Regions from separate parts of the Mus musculus genome. Here region 2 is linked to region 1. The links are chromatin contacts, called in public HiChIP or PLAC-seq maps. All regions are on one chromosome and are shown on one strand. Each heading gives the region's core, a stretch centred on a gene start, on an enhancer-like site or on the middle of the called end of the contact. The rest is flanking DNA. Distances are from core to core; before and after follow the strand shown.

Evidence for each region. HiChIP or PLAC-seq counts read pairs in DNA pulled down with a chosen protein or histone mark.
Region 2: a contact with region 1 is called in an H3K4me3 HiChIP or PLAC-seq map of bone marrow-derived macrophages, with 3 times the contacts expected there. The contact joins the promoter of Ppil1 here to the promoter of Rab44 in region 1. A contact is called at or near these places in 1 of 39 promoter capture datasets (pre-B cells), 4 of 484 Hi-C or Micro-C datasets (the CH12 cell line, embryonic stem cells and liver), 4 of 115 datasets of contacts at active chromatin or transcription factors (the HPC-7 cell line, bone marrow-derived macrophages, embryonic stem cells and 1 more) and 3 of 9 other capture datasets (adipose tissue, liver and pancreatic islet).

Annotation. Positions count from the first base shown.
Region 1 is chr17:29,110,284-29,116,772 of GRCm38.p6, reverse strand. Rab44 (RAB44, member RAS oncogene family) reads right to left here and starts at 2,592. Exons shown (of 14, transcript NM_001364848.1): 1 at 2,538-2,592.
Region 2 is chr17:29,260,002-29,266,490 of GRCm38.p6, reverse strand. It overlaps Ppil1 (peptidylprolyl isomerase (cyclophilin)-like 1), which reads left to right and starts at 2,520. Exons shown (of 4, transcript NM_026845.4): 1 at 2,520-2,619; 2 at 4,600-4,754. The coding sequence starts at 2,564.

The DNA.
Region 1 (6,489 bases), core at 1,343-3,842:
CACACACACACATACACACACAGTCATACATACTTAAACACATGTTCACGCTCATGCCCACACACACTCATACACACTTACATATGCATACACATTCACACACACATACACACATTCACACATACATGCTCAACACACATACACTCATACACACTCTCACACACTCACAGACATACTCACACATGCTCTCTAAAACACGCAATCACACACAGAGACATACTCACGCTCACAAGCTCACAGACACACACACACATACACACTCACATACAAGCTAAGGAAAAGCAAAAATCAGAGTAACATTTACCACCAGAATCATGTGAGGCTCAAGCAAGAAAATTAAAGTTAAAACCACGCCACCCCAGCAAGGAGTACCCCCTTTCTGGTTCCACTTTCTCAATTTCCATTCTCAGAAACGTCTTCAACTCGTTTATCCTGCAAATTCGAATCACCTTTTACTAAACTATACACCAGTGCTTGGCATTCAGCTGGCAGTTAGCAAATATTTGTTGGCCCTGATCGAGTTGGGTGTCGGGTCCCCGGGGACTGCTGGGTAAAGGCCACATTGACAACAGTGATGATGTCACTGATGGGCATGAGGCTCAAAGTCGTCCAAGTAACAGCTGGGCTCCACACAGAGCCAACCAGAAACTGAAGGAGTGAGTCTCCTTGAAACTGGCTGCCTGTCTCACCCAGGACGGACCTCCCCAGGGCCGTTTCTGGAACCACGACTCTGTAAGGAAGCGGACACACCAGGGAAGCAGCCCTGGATGGGACAAAGACTTCAGAGCTGTCCACATGCAGGCCAGCTGTGCTTCCTGGGCAGCCAGGGCTGGCCCTGAGCTCAGAAAGTCACAGAAGCACCGTGTACTCCCTGTGAGCGGATAAAGGCACAGACCTGGCCAGATGAGGCTCCTGCAGTAATGGACCTCCAGAGGCAGAGGAGTTCAAATCCCCAAATAAGCTCTTCGAATGTGGGGAACACCTCTCTGCAGTGTGTTCCCAGAAGTCCCCTGGCATTTCGTAGGAAAGTGGTACCTAGGGTCACCTCACTCAGCTCCACCAGGCAAAGACATCTAGGGAAGGGAATCATACTATACCCTGAGGCCAGCGAGGCCTCCAAGTCTGTCAGAATACTGGTCATCCTAGGTCAGGATATCGCCATCCATCACTGACCCTGACACCCCTATTCCATAATAGCATGTCCTAAATTGGTCACAGGCAGGAATGGTCACTGACAGACAGTGGGGACCTTCTTTGGTGAGTCCATGAAAGCCTCTCTCTCTCTCTCTCTCTCTCTCTCTCTCTCACACACACACACACACACACACACACATACACACACACACACACACACACACACTCCACACACTCAGCTCCTAGGCAATTACCCTTACCCTTCACTTGGTGACTCCAAAAGACCCTTCTGTAGTCAGCTGCAGGGTACCCTCCGGCCTCATGCCCGTGTTTCTGATGGATTCTCCTATACACCCTGCACAATGAAAGGCCCCTCACAACCAGTCAAACAATCAAGCCCCAGGTGTCTCCTACACCTCTCCCCTCACCTGGAGCAAACTTGGAAGCCAATGAGCCCTGCTGCTAGCCACCAAGAGATGGCTGGCCACGATGGCACAGACATGGATTTTAGCTCATAGAACAGGGCCCCGAGGCCTCCCATCAAGAATTGGAGAGGAGGGGGGCTGGGCTAAAGAAAAATAAACAAAATGTAAGAATGAAAGAACGGAGGACATAGTAGGACCACAACACAGTAGGACCACAACCTGACATCTGCCAGAGACTACAGGATCTCCCATCCCTACCATCTTGTCACAGAGAGGTGAGAAACTGGGTTAGCCCAGTGTGAAACTTACCTTGGGAAAAGCCAACCACAGCCAATGGTCTCCCACTGCCAACACCCGAGAGCCACCTAGTCCCAATAGCCTGTCCCACCCCACCCCACCCCACCCCAGCTTCACTCACTAACGGATAGAGAAACAGAGTCTCTAAGAAGCCAAGAAGACCTGCCCCATCTCACAAGTCCACAATCTACTCCTCACTCACAGGAGTAATACATACAGCTCGGGCCTCTGTCAGACAGTACAGGAGTACGGAAGTTCAATTTGCACTCCTGAGACTCAGAAGCTAGACAGGAGTTGGGCTTTGAAGTATGACCCCAGCACCCTGAAGATGGAGGCAGGAAGATCAAGAGTTCAAGGTCATCTTCCGCTGTGTAGTGAGTTTAGGACCAACCTGAGCTACACAAGACCCCATCTCAAAAAAAAAAAAAAAAAAAAAAAAAGTCGGTTGGCAGTATATACCTTTAATCCCAGAATTTAGGAGGCAGAGTCAGGTGGATCTCTGTGAGTTCAAGGCCAGCCTTGGCTACATAGAAAGACCCCCATCTCGAAGGAAGGAAGAAGGAAAAAAAGAAAGGAAGGAAGGAAAGAAAGAAGGAAAAGAAACTGCATGGGACCCGTACTGTCCCTCCCCAGCCCCTCCACACAGCAGCATTGCCTGCTGGGGTGAGTCCCAAATCCCACCTCTCAGAGGCTGCCGTTTGCTGGTGCTCCCGGACCTGTGAGGAGGTCACTGTCTGCTCAGCCCACAGAGCCCACACACTCTGCAACTGTCAACAGTCTTGTCTCTTGCCCAATCGCCCCTTTCCGTTCCCTGGCTGCCTCATCTCCTGCGTTCATCTAGGGAACTTCCCCTGGAAAGGGGCCCTGGCTGCACCTTCTGTCTTGCCTGATGCCCTGGGTCCTGGAATTGTAGCAGAAAGTTAGGGCTGGGGAGAGGTTGTGAGCAGAGGTTCTGTGTGTGTGTGTGTGTGTGTGTGTGTGTGTGTGTGTGTTTACGCGCGCGCGCGCGCATCACACTCAGCCTGTAGTAACAAGGCCAGAGTGTCCTCAGCCCAGTAGGAAGGTCAAGCAAGAGAAGCCTCTGTGGCTACAACTGGTGCAGAAAATGCCACAGGGGAACAATACCCCTGTGATGGTTTGTATATGCTTGGCACTTTTAGAAGGTGTGAACTTGTTGGAATGGGTGTGGCCTTGTTAGAGTGGGTGTGGTCTTGTTGGAGTAGGTGTGTCACTGTGGGTATGGGCTTTAAGACCCTCATCCTAGCTGCCTGGAAACTAGTCTACTGCTAGCAGCTTTCAGATGAAGATGTAGAACTCTCACCTCCTCCTGCACCATGCCTGCCTGGATGCTGCCCTGTTCCTGTCTTGATAATAATGGGATGAACCTCTGAACCTGTAAACCAACCCCAATTAAATGTCCTTATAAGACTAGCCCTGGGGCTGGCAAGATGGCACAGTGGGTAAGAGCAACAACTGCTCTTCCGAAGGTCCTGAGTTCAAATCTCAGCAACTATCCATAATGGCTCACAACCATCCGTAATGAGATCTGATCTTGGTGTGTCTGAAGACAGCTACGGTGTACTTATTTTTTTTTAAGATTTATTTATTTATTATATGTAAGTACACTGTAGCTGTCTTCAGACACACCAGAAGAGGGAATCAGATCTTGTTACAGATGGTTGTGAGCCACCATGTGGTTGCTGGGATTTGAACTAAGGACCTTTGGAAGAGCAGTCGGGTGCTCTTACCTGCTGAGCCATCTCACCAGCCCCGTACTTATTTATAATAATAAATAAATCTTTGGGCTGGAGCAAGCAGGGACCGAGCAAGTAGGGCCGACCGGGGTAAGCAGAGATCCTAAATTTAATTCCCAACAACCACATAAAGGCTCACAACCATATGTACAACTACAATGTACTCACATACATTAAATAAATAAATAGGAAAAAAAAAGACTTGCCTTGGTCATGGTGTCTGTTCACAGCAGTAAAACCCTAACTAAGACCCTCCCCCTCACCTCAGGTCCTCACTCAAGGACAGCATATTTGACAGGAGGGGAGCTTGCAGCAAGCTTCCTTCTTAGGAAACAGACTAAGCTAATAGGTTGCAGACCAACAATCATGAGAGCAGCGTGGTACCGGAGCATGATGGTACCAGAGCGTGAAGACGGATGGAGGATGCTGTAGAACAGGACGGGAATGAGCATCCTGTGGTACAGGATGGGATTGGGGCTGCACTTGGAATCTGAGTTATGCAGGGGGATCTGAGTTCAAAGCCAGCCTGGGTTACATGGCTAGGCTTTTTCTCAGAGATTTAAAAAAAAAAAAAAAAAAAAAAAAAAGGAAAAGGAAAAAAAAAGACAGCAATACACTCAAACGTGTGTAAGAACCTCATGCATAAGAAAGACACCATTCCGTGTAAATAAAGAGATTTTGTATTGAATTAGCCCTTAGGAGGATGGGTTACGGCCACAAAAGCCAGAGCACTTGAATTCTATAATCATCCCTACTAGATTGAAGTTTTAGACATTAAAAAAAAAATACACTTATTCAGGAGATGGTGGTGGAACACACCCTTAATCCCAGCACTTGAAAGGTGGAGGCAGGTGGATTTCTGTGAGCTCGAAGCCAGCCTGGTCTATACAGTGAGTTCCAGTGAGGCAGGAGAAACCCCAACTTGAAAAACCAAAAAGAAAAAAGAATATAAATATATATATATTTATATATATATATCACATATATATATTATATACACATTTATATATTTATATAACACTTATTAATTTATGTAGTTTGTGTATATTTGTGTATATTTATTTTGTGCAAATACTTGTGTAGGGGTGTGTACATATGTGTGGAGAGGTGGAGGATGTGGGGAGATGCACATGCATGCCGCATGAGGTTCATATGTGGGGGTCAAAGGGCAACTTGCAGGTGTCAGTTCTCTCCTTCTACGATGTAGTTGGTCCCAGATCCTTGGGGACCTGCCACTGTGCACATGTGCAAACCACAGTTTGCTCATGCAGTCAGAGGATGACTCGAGGGAGCCTCTTTCTACCCTGTGGTAGAAGGCTTCCTGCAAGCTAGGGACTAAGGATTAAAACCAAGAAATAATGATAATAACTAACAAAGCTTCCAGACTGACTTTTGGTCCCTCCCAGCTGTGTGATCTCTTGTCACAGTGTGGTAAACGCTGACACAGACACTATCTGTTCTGGGGCATGATGGAGAGAGCAACCTAGGTCCCCTCCTCCAGTTGCCAGTTCCAAAATATGTCTATCATAGCTTGGGTGGGCAGCAGGGCCTCAGAAGATGGGAACCAGATAGCATCTGGGCAGCCGTTTCCGGAATATTGAGAAAGCCTGGGTTACGTCAAAGATTTCATCTTAACACAGTTGGTCCCCGAGTCCCTACTTGGAATCCTTACCACTTCCCCTTTCTGGCTTATCAAGTAGGCTGTGTGACCAGCAGGCTTCATGATAGATCTTAAGACTCTGACACTCCCTGGGAGTATTGAACCTGGGACTTCAGTTTGTTGGCCATGGTTTTTAGGGGGTGTACTGGCTAGTTTTGTGTCAACTTGACACAGCTGGAGTTATCACAGAGAAAGGAGCTTCAGTTGAGGAAATGCCTCCATGAGATCCAGCTGTAAGGCATTTTCTCAATTAGTGATCAAGGGGGAAAAGCCCCTTGTGGGTGGGACCATCTCTGGGCTGATAGTCTTGGTTCTATAAGAGAGCAGGCTGAGCAAGCCAGGGCAAGCAAGCCAGTAAAGAGCATCCCTCCATGGCCTCTGCATCAGCTCCTGCTTCCTGACCTGCTTGAGTTCCAGTCCTGACTTCCTTGGTGATGAACAGCAGTATGGAAGTGTAAGCCTTTCCTCCCCGACTTGTTTCTTGGTCATGATGTTTGTGCAGGAATAGAAACCCTGACTAAGACAGGGGGCTTTGGGTTTTGTTGTTTGTTTCATCAGTGAAATAGAGGTGATAACCCTGAAAGTGGGTTCAAAGGGTATAAACCATCTAAGATAGTTAGGCAGGAGGATCAAAGTTCAAGGCCAGCCTTGGTTACATAGACAATTGGAAACCAGCCTGGGCTACATAGTGAAACCCTGTCTCAAAAGACCCTAGGAGCTAGAGAGATGGCTCCACAGTTAAGAGCACTTGTTCTGTTTGTTTGTTTTTGTTTTGTTTTGTTTTGTTTTGTATTGTTTTGTTTTTCGAGACAGGGTTTCTCTGTGTAGCCCTGGCTGTCCTGGAACTCACTCTGTAGACCAGGCTGGCCTCGAACTCAGAAATCCGTCTGCCTTTGCCTCCCAAGTGCTGGGATTAAAGGCGTGTGTCACCAAGCTCGGCTAAGAGCACTTGTTCTTGCAGAGGGCTTGGGTTGGGTTCCAAAGCACCCAGGTGGCAGTGTGTGACCATCTGAAATGCCAGTACAAGGGGATCTGACATCCTTGTCTGACCTCTGCTGGCACAGGTATACATATGAGCAAACACTCATACCCATAAAATAACAAAGAAACAAAACCGTTGTATTTAATATTTTTACAGTTATTTTCTCTTAGTCAGGGTTTCTATTGCTGCAATAATCACCATAACCAAAACAACTTGGAGAAGAAAGGATTTAGTTAA
Region 2 (6,489 bases), core at 1,271-3,770, 150 kb before region 1:
TGTGGTTGCTGGGAATTAAACTCAGGTCCTCTGGAAGAGCAGTCTGTGCTCTTAACTGCGGAGTCATCTCTCCAGCCCTATAAAGATATTCTTAATGACATAAACCATGAAGATTAAGGGAGAAAGAGAACAGGAAGACAGACAGAGTTAAGTCTCTCTAGGTGTCGCTAGGGAGAGAGGTTGAAGGGAAGCCTGAAGAGCAAGCCATGCCCAAGAAGGAGGGAGAAGAAGGGAAGGAAGGGGTGAAGCGGGCAAAGCGAGGGAGGAGGAGGAAGGGACAGGAATGTCTAACTATGGGGTAGCCTAATCACATGGCCCCTAAGATCTCTGGGGAGAAGCCCCCTGAAGGCCTACTGGTGAGTGAGGAGTAAAGGCTCACACCGCTCACTCACCCTCACAAACACAGAGAAGGCTGACAGGCCGCCTCACAGTGCAGTGTCAAATATGGGTCAGAAATGGTGCTGAGCTGAGGGTCGGATTCGACACTGGATTATTTTTAAGTTGACGTTGGCCTGCCTTAATATAACATAATTGTAGAACACATCGAAAATGCCAAAACATTACAAAACTTAAAAAAAAAAAATTAAAAAGTACTCCCCAGCCGGGCGTGGTGGCGCATGCCTTTAGTCCCAGCACTTGCGAGGCAGAGGCTGGCGGATTTCTGAGTTCGAGGTCAGCCTGGTCTACAAAGTGAGTTCCAGGACAGCCAGGGCTACACAGAGAAACCCTGTCTCGAAAACCAAAAAAAAAAAAAAAAAAAAAAAAAAAAAAAAAAAAAAAGTACCCCTAAAAAAGATAAGATAAAATCTATAATTTTAGGCTGTGGAAGTTAGCTGCTTTTGATGGTTTAGTGTGTGCTTCTGACATGCTGGGCAACTAAGCTCTCACTGAGCTAGAGCCCCTGCCGCTTCTCTTCTCTGTGTATATGTGTGTCTCTCTGTGTGTGTGTGTGTATTTGTGTGTCTTATGAGAAGTTTTTTTCTTCTGCTGTATGGGTCCCAGGTTGAATTCAGGTCTTCAGGTTTGGAAGCAGGTAACTTTACCCTCTGAGCCACCTTTCCGGTCCAAGAGACTGTTTTTAAAAATAATTTTCCTTAATCATGAAAAATGTCATTCTTAGGGATGGAGAAATGGTTCAGGTGCTCTGTTCCTAACCTCCATATGCCAGCTAGAGCCTGCATGTAATTCCAGTTCTGGGGGATCTGACACACTCTTCTGGCCTCTGTGGGCTCCTGTGTGCCCATACAAACCCAGATACACACACACACACACACACACAAAATAAATAAAAAATTAAAGTCTTTTTTATTTATCTGATCTTTAATGGGAGAGCCTCCCCAGAGTGTTCACCCACAGCTCTGTTGGCCTGTAAGTAAGTACCTTGCACACTACGGTTCAGATTGCTTCTCTTTAATATGCATTGCTCAATTTTCTGAAGAGCCGTAGGTTGTTAAGAGTAAGCATTTGCTCAATTTTTGCTTTGCTGTGCAGGAAGTGGGTGGGTGGGAGGGTAGATGCATCTTAGAACTCAGGAAGTCTTGTAAATATTTTCCTACTTCTTTGTTGTTAATTATGGGATGTTCAATATAAAATATACATTTCCCTCGTGGCTCACTGAACTTGGAGAGAGCTATTTGGGCTAGACTGGATGGCTAGCCAGCTCCCTGGATTCTTCCCCATGGTCTCTGCTTTCCCGGTTGCTGAGGCCGCAAGTGCATATCTACCTGGCATTTGCATGGGTCCTAGGGACCTAAATTCAAGTACTTTACCCACTAAGCCCTGTTAGGCAAGCCGTCTACTAACTGGCCTGCATTTCCAGCTCCAAGGATACCTCTCTGAGTAGTCCTAGCTATCCTGAAACTCGCTCTGTAGAAGAGACCTTGTACAGGCCTTGAACTCTGAGATCCCCCTGCCTCTGCCGCTCCAGCGCTGGGGGCGTGCACCACTATCTCCTGGGACAGTCATTTTAAGCTTTGTCTCTCTTCCCAGCCTTTTCCTCTTTCCACATGCTCTTTGCTTTTGGAGTCTGTGGGATCAGATTTGCCATGTGGCACTTAACGGCGGAGTCTCAGTTTTCTCCGCTGAAAAACGGGACTCCTGTCATCCACAGGATTGCTTTAAGGAATAGACGCTGGGCGTGGTGGTGCACGCCTTAAATCCCAGCACTCGGCAGACAGAAGCAGGCAGATCTTTTTGAGTTCAAAGCCAGCCAGGGGCATCACCCAAGTCTGGGAACTAGGAAATTCTCCAGCCCTCCAATCAGAGTGAAGAAGGTTGTTCCCGCCTTCCGCGCCAAAACAGACCAATCACTGTTCCGGAGCGTGGCGCGAATCGCCCCTGGAGAATCTTGCACTTGTCTGAGTTCCTGCACTGAGCATTTCGACTTGCAACCCTCTTCCCAGCCTAGAAAGAAGGATCCTTCGTCATTCTTGTCCCAGCGCCCTAAATCCTGTCAAGCAAACGGGCGGATCGGCGGGAACCGGAAGTGTGTGCCCAGGGGCGGGTCCCGGGTTAACTCCGCCGGAAGTAGTGATTGCTAGCGGGGGGGATACCTTCGCTCAGCATGGCGGCGATTCCCCCAGACACCTGGCAGCCGCCCAACGTCTACCTGGAGACTAGGTGAGGGTTGGAGGTGGGGGAGGAATTGGTGGAGGGGACGCGGGTTCGTGCCGCAGTGGCCGGCCTGACTCGCAGGTTGCCCGCACGCACAGAGCTGCGGCCGGGAGTACCTGTAAGTTCTGAAGGGACCTCAGGGGAGCCCCTCCAACATCCCGGAGACCTCGACGATTTCTATCTGCTGTCCTTTCCCCACGACGTTTATTAGTTCATTTACCTATATCCACCTTCCATCTTCATTCATTCATTCACTCACTCACTCATTTTTTTTCTCAACAAGTGTGTGTTGATCACACAAGCCATGCGCGTAGGACCTGGATTTTTGAAAACACAAATCTGGATTATGGTGAAGGAGACAGATGTGTAAACATCACGGGACAAGTAGAGTTGTCTGAACAAATTTCTTTGGAAGTAGAAGAAAATTTATTTTCTCCAAAATCCAAGAGTGATCTTTGAGCTGGGGATGCCCGAGGCCCCAAGCTCGGGCTACAGCACCATATATACTCGGTGTGGTTGCACAAGCCTGTAATCCTAGCACTCTGGAGGTGGAAGCAGGAGGATCAGAAGTCCAGGGGCTGGGCTGGGCTGGATAGAATAGACTGCTTACCTAACATTCTATTATATTTATATTAATATATAAAATTAAGCCACCTCCTAGTGCCTTGCCTCCCTTGTGTGTGATTGCGCTCAGTTTACTATTGCTAGCAGCTCCTGTCCCGAAGGCTTTGTATCACACACACCCCTCCAGTTTTAGCAGAGAAATGGTGCATTTTATAGATTTACCTGCAACCTGGTTTTCATACTGATTGAAGGGAACCCTGCTTGGAGCCTGGTCTGCCCTGTCTACTGACTTGAGCCCCATTTTGTCTGCCCTTGGCTCCTGAGTGTAGACATTAGGAAGGCACGCACCACTGCTCTCGCTCCCAGTTCTACAGAGTGCTCACATTGCTGGACCTCCTGAACCTGGGCCATACAGATTCTCCCCAGAGCTCAGTGGGTAATGTACAGCAGGAGCCCCCTGCCTTGTTTTATCCTTAAAGGCACTAAGAGAAGAGAATAAAAGCACTCGTATGGGTGTATGTGGACATTTGAAGTAACCAGCCTATTTGCTTTACACATTCTCTTTAGATTTGATTTTTTTTAAAGATATATTTATTTATTTTATTTATATGAGTACACTGTACCTGTCTTCAGACACACCAGAAGAGGACATCAGATCCCATTACAGATGGTTGTGAGCCACCATGTGGTTGCTGGGAATTGAATTCAGGACCTCTGGGAGAGCATCTCTCCACTGAGCCATCTCTCCAGCCCTAGATTTGTCTTTTAATTATGTGTGTGTGCACATGAGTTCAGAGGCCAGAGGTATTGGAAACCATGGAGATGGGGGGTACAGGTGGCTGTGAGCCCCCTGGTGGAGTGCTGGGATCTGAAGTGTGGTCCTCCCGAAGAGCAGGACATGCTCTTAGGAGCTGAGTCGTCTCCACCAGTGTGACCCACTCTTTAACACAAGGGCTGCTTTATTTTTCTATTCAAGTTTGGTTTCAATAGGTGATATGTTTACATGATCAGAAATATGCTAGAAAATATTTATTGAACATCCTGACTCTTAGCTGGTTGCTTTCTGCCCCGCCTAAGCCCCAGACTGACGCAAATGTATATAAACTACTCATACTTTAATGTCTTTTTATTACATCTATAGGTGTCATGTGAGGACTTTCCCCTTGTTCGGGGTTAGTTTCAGAGCATCGGCACATGCTTTTAGAATGTTGGCTTGTTTATGGTTGTTTTGCTTTGGAACATTGTATGCCAGAGCTGTCCTGCGTGTCACGCTCCGGTGATTGGCTGTGGCTTTGTTGCTTCCTGGGTTGTTCCCTTCTGAGTATGAACTCTGGGTGCAGTTAGCTGCTGTCTCTCACGGTCAAACGGCAGGAGTCTTGGGGGCTGCCGCCTGCTCTGATCTAGGCTCTGTCCCCACCACAGCATGGGAGTCATTGTCCTGGAGCTATACTGGAAGCATGCGCCCAAGACCTGCAAGAACTTCGCGGAGCTGGCTCGGCGGGGCTACTACAATGGCACCAAGTTCCACAGGATCATCAAGGACTTCATGATCCAAGGCGGCGACCCGACAGGCACAGGTACACTTAAGCCACCATTGGGGAGGAACTGGGTGGTAAGGCAGCCACAGCTTGACCGGCTACCACCATGCATGGTCTTTGTCGTGCCGGGGATTGAACCCAGGGCTTAAAGTATACTGGGCAAGCACTCGACCGACTCAGTAGCGCCCACTCCCCACCTCCAGCATGGGACTGCATCAGGAGCTCCACGTACCACCACCACCACCAGGGTGTCAATGTAGCCCAGGGTGTCCTTGAACTCCTGCTCTTCCTGCCTCCACCTCACACATGCTGGGTTTCAGGCACACGGCTGGCTCTGGTCTCTGATTCTGCTGACAGTGTCTGTCTTCCTCATAGCTACTATGTGTGTAACTCACTGGGAAATCATCTTTGCTCCTGAGCAGAAGATACCGCTGGAGTGAGACATGGATTCGGTTCAGTCAGGAGTGAAAAGCAGGCGGTCCCAGGTCTCGGAAGATAAAACTGTTCCTTTATTCCAACTCATTTATTTGACAGATGTCTGAGGCAGGTGGATCTCTGTGAGTTCTCGGCCAGCCTGGTCTACAGAGTGAGTTCCAGGACAGCCAGAACTACACAGAGAGATCCTGTCTCAAAAATAGTAAAAAACCAGATAGATGTGAGCCTGCTTTGTGTCCGTGACCTAAGCTCTAGGGATATAGCTGTGAGCAAATGAGCAGAGACACACCCATTCTCAGACTGGGGGGCGGGGGGAATCCACACACCCACTCTCAGACTAGCGGGGGGATGGGTGGGGAGCCAGTTTTAGTAGAAAACCAGAAAAGTTCTCCATGGGGTGCTGTTAGAATGGAAGCAACTGATGAGAGTTGGGACCTTGACCTTGGGGGCGGAGCCCTTAGAGCATGTCCTTCTGTAAGGAGTGCGACCACTGCTGTGTTTGAGTAGAGCTCTTTTGAGTAGAGCGGCAGGATCTGGTCTGTGCTTTCCGGGGTCACTCAGGCTGCTGCTCAGAGAGTAGATGGAGGAACAGAGATCAGGCCCAGATCAGGGAGAGGCCGTTCCCATGCAGGCTAGATGGACACAGCAGAGTAGGCTGCTGATGAAAAGGTCGGGAGACATCCCCTGCTCCCATGGGCGTACACATGCGCGCCCCAGGTCCTGTTGGTGTGGTTCTGGGAGCTGAGACCTTGCGCACGTGTGGCACTCGACCGTCTATGCTGCGGCCTCAGCCCAGCGAGTTACTTAGGTTGAATTTGCTGACAAATTCAGCCTGTAGGAGCACTTCCCGGTCATGCTTACTGCCCTCCTTCCGGGAAGTGCTGTGCTGTGCCTTGCTCTTTCCTGTCTGTCTGTTGTGAATAGGTTACCCCCGCCTTCGCTGAAGACCCCCACCCCCTACCCCACCCCAGACAGGGTTTCTCTGTGTAGCCCTGGCTGTCCTGAAACTCACTCTGTAGACCAGGCTGGCCTCGAACTCAGAAATCCGCCTGCCTCTGCCTCCCAAGTGCTGGGATTAAAGGCGTGCGCCACCACGCCCGGCCCATCACTCTGTCTTGCTTGGTTCTCGGTTGTGTCTGTTCAGTAGCTGCATTAGCGCTTTGTTGGTCATTTGGGTTCCAGTCTGTCTCGGTGTTCATCTCCTGTCTGGGCTGCTGACTCACTAGGGTCTCACCCTCTGCTGAGCCCTGCACATCTTGATGGCCCTCCCCCTCCTCCTGCTGCTGTCCTCCACGGTTGCTGTGGAATGTCCCATTACTCCCGTGCCCTTTCTGTTGAT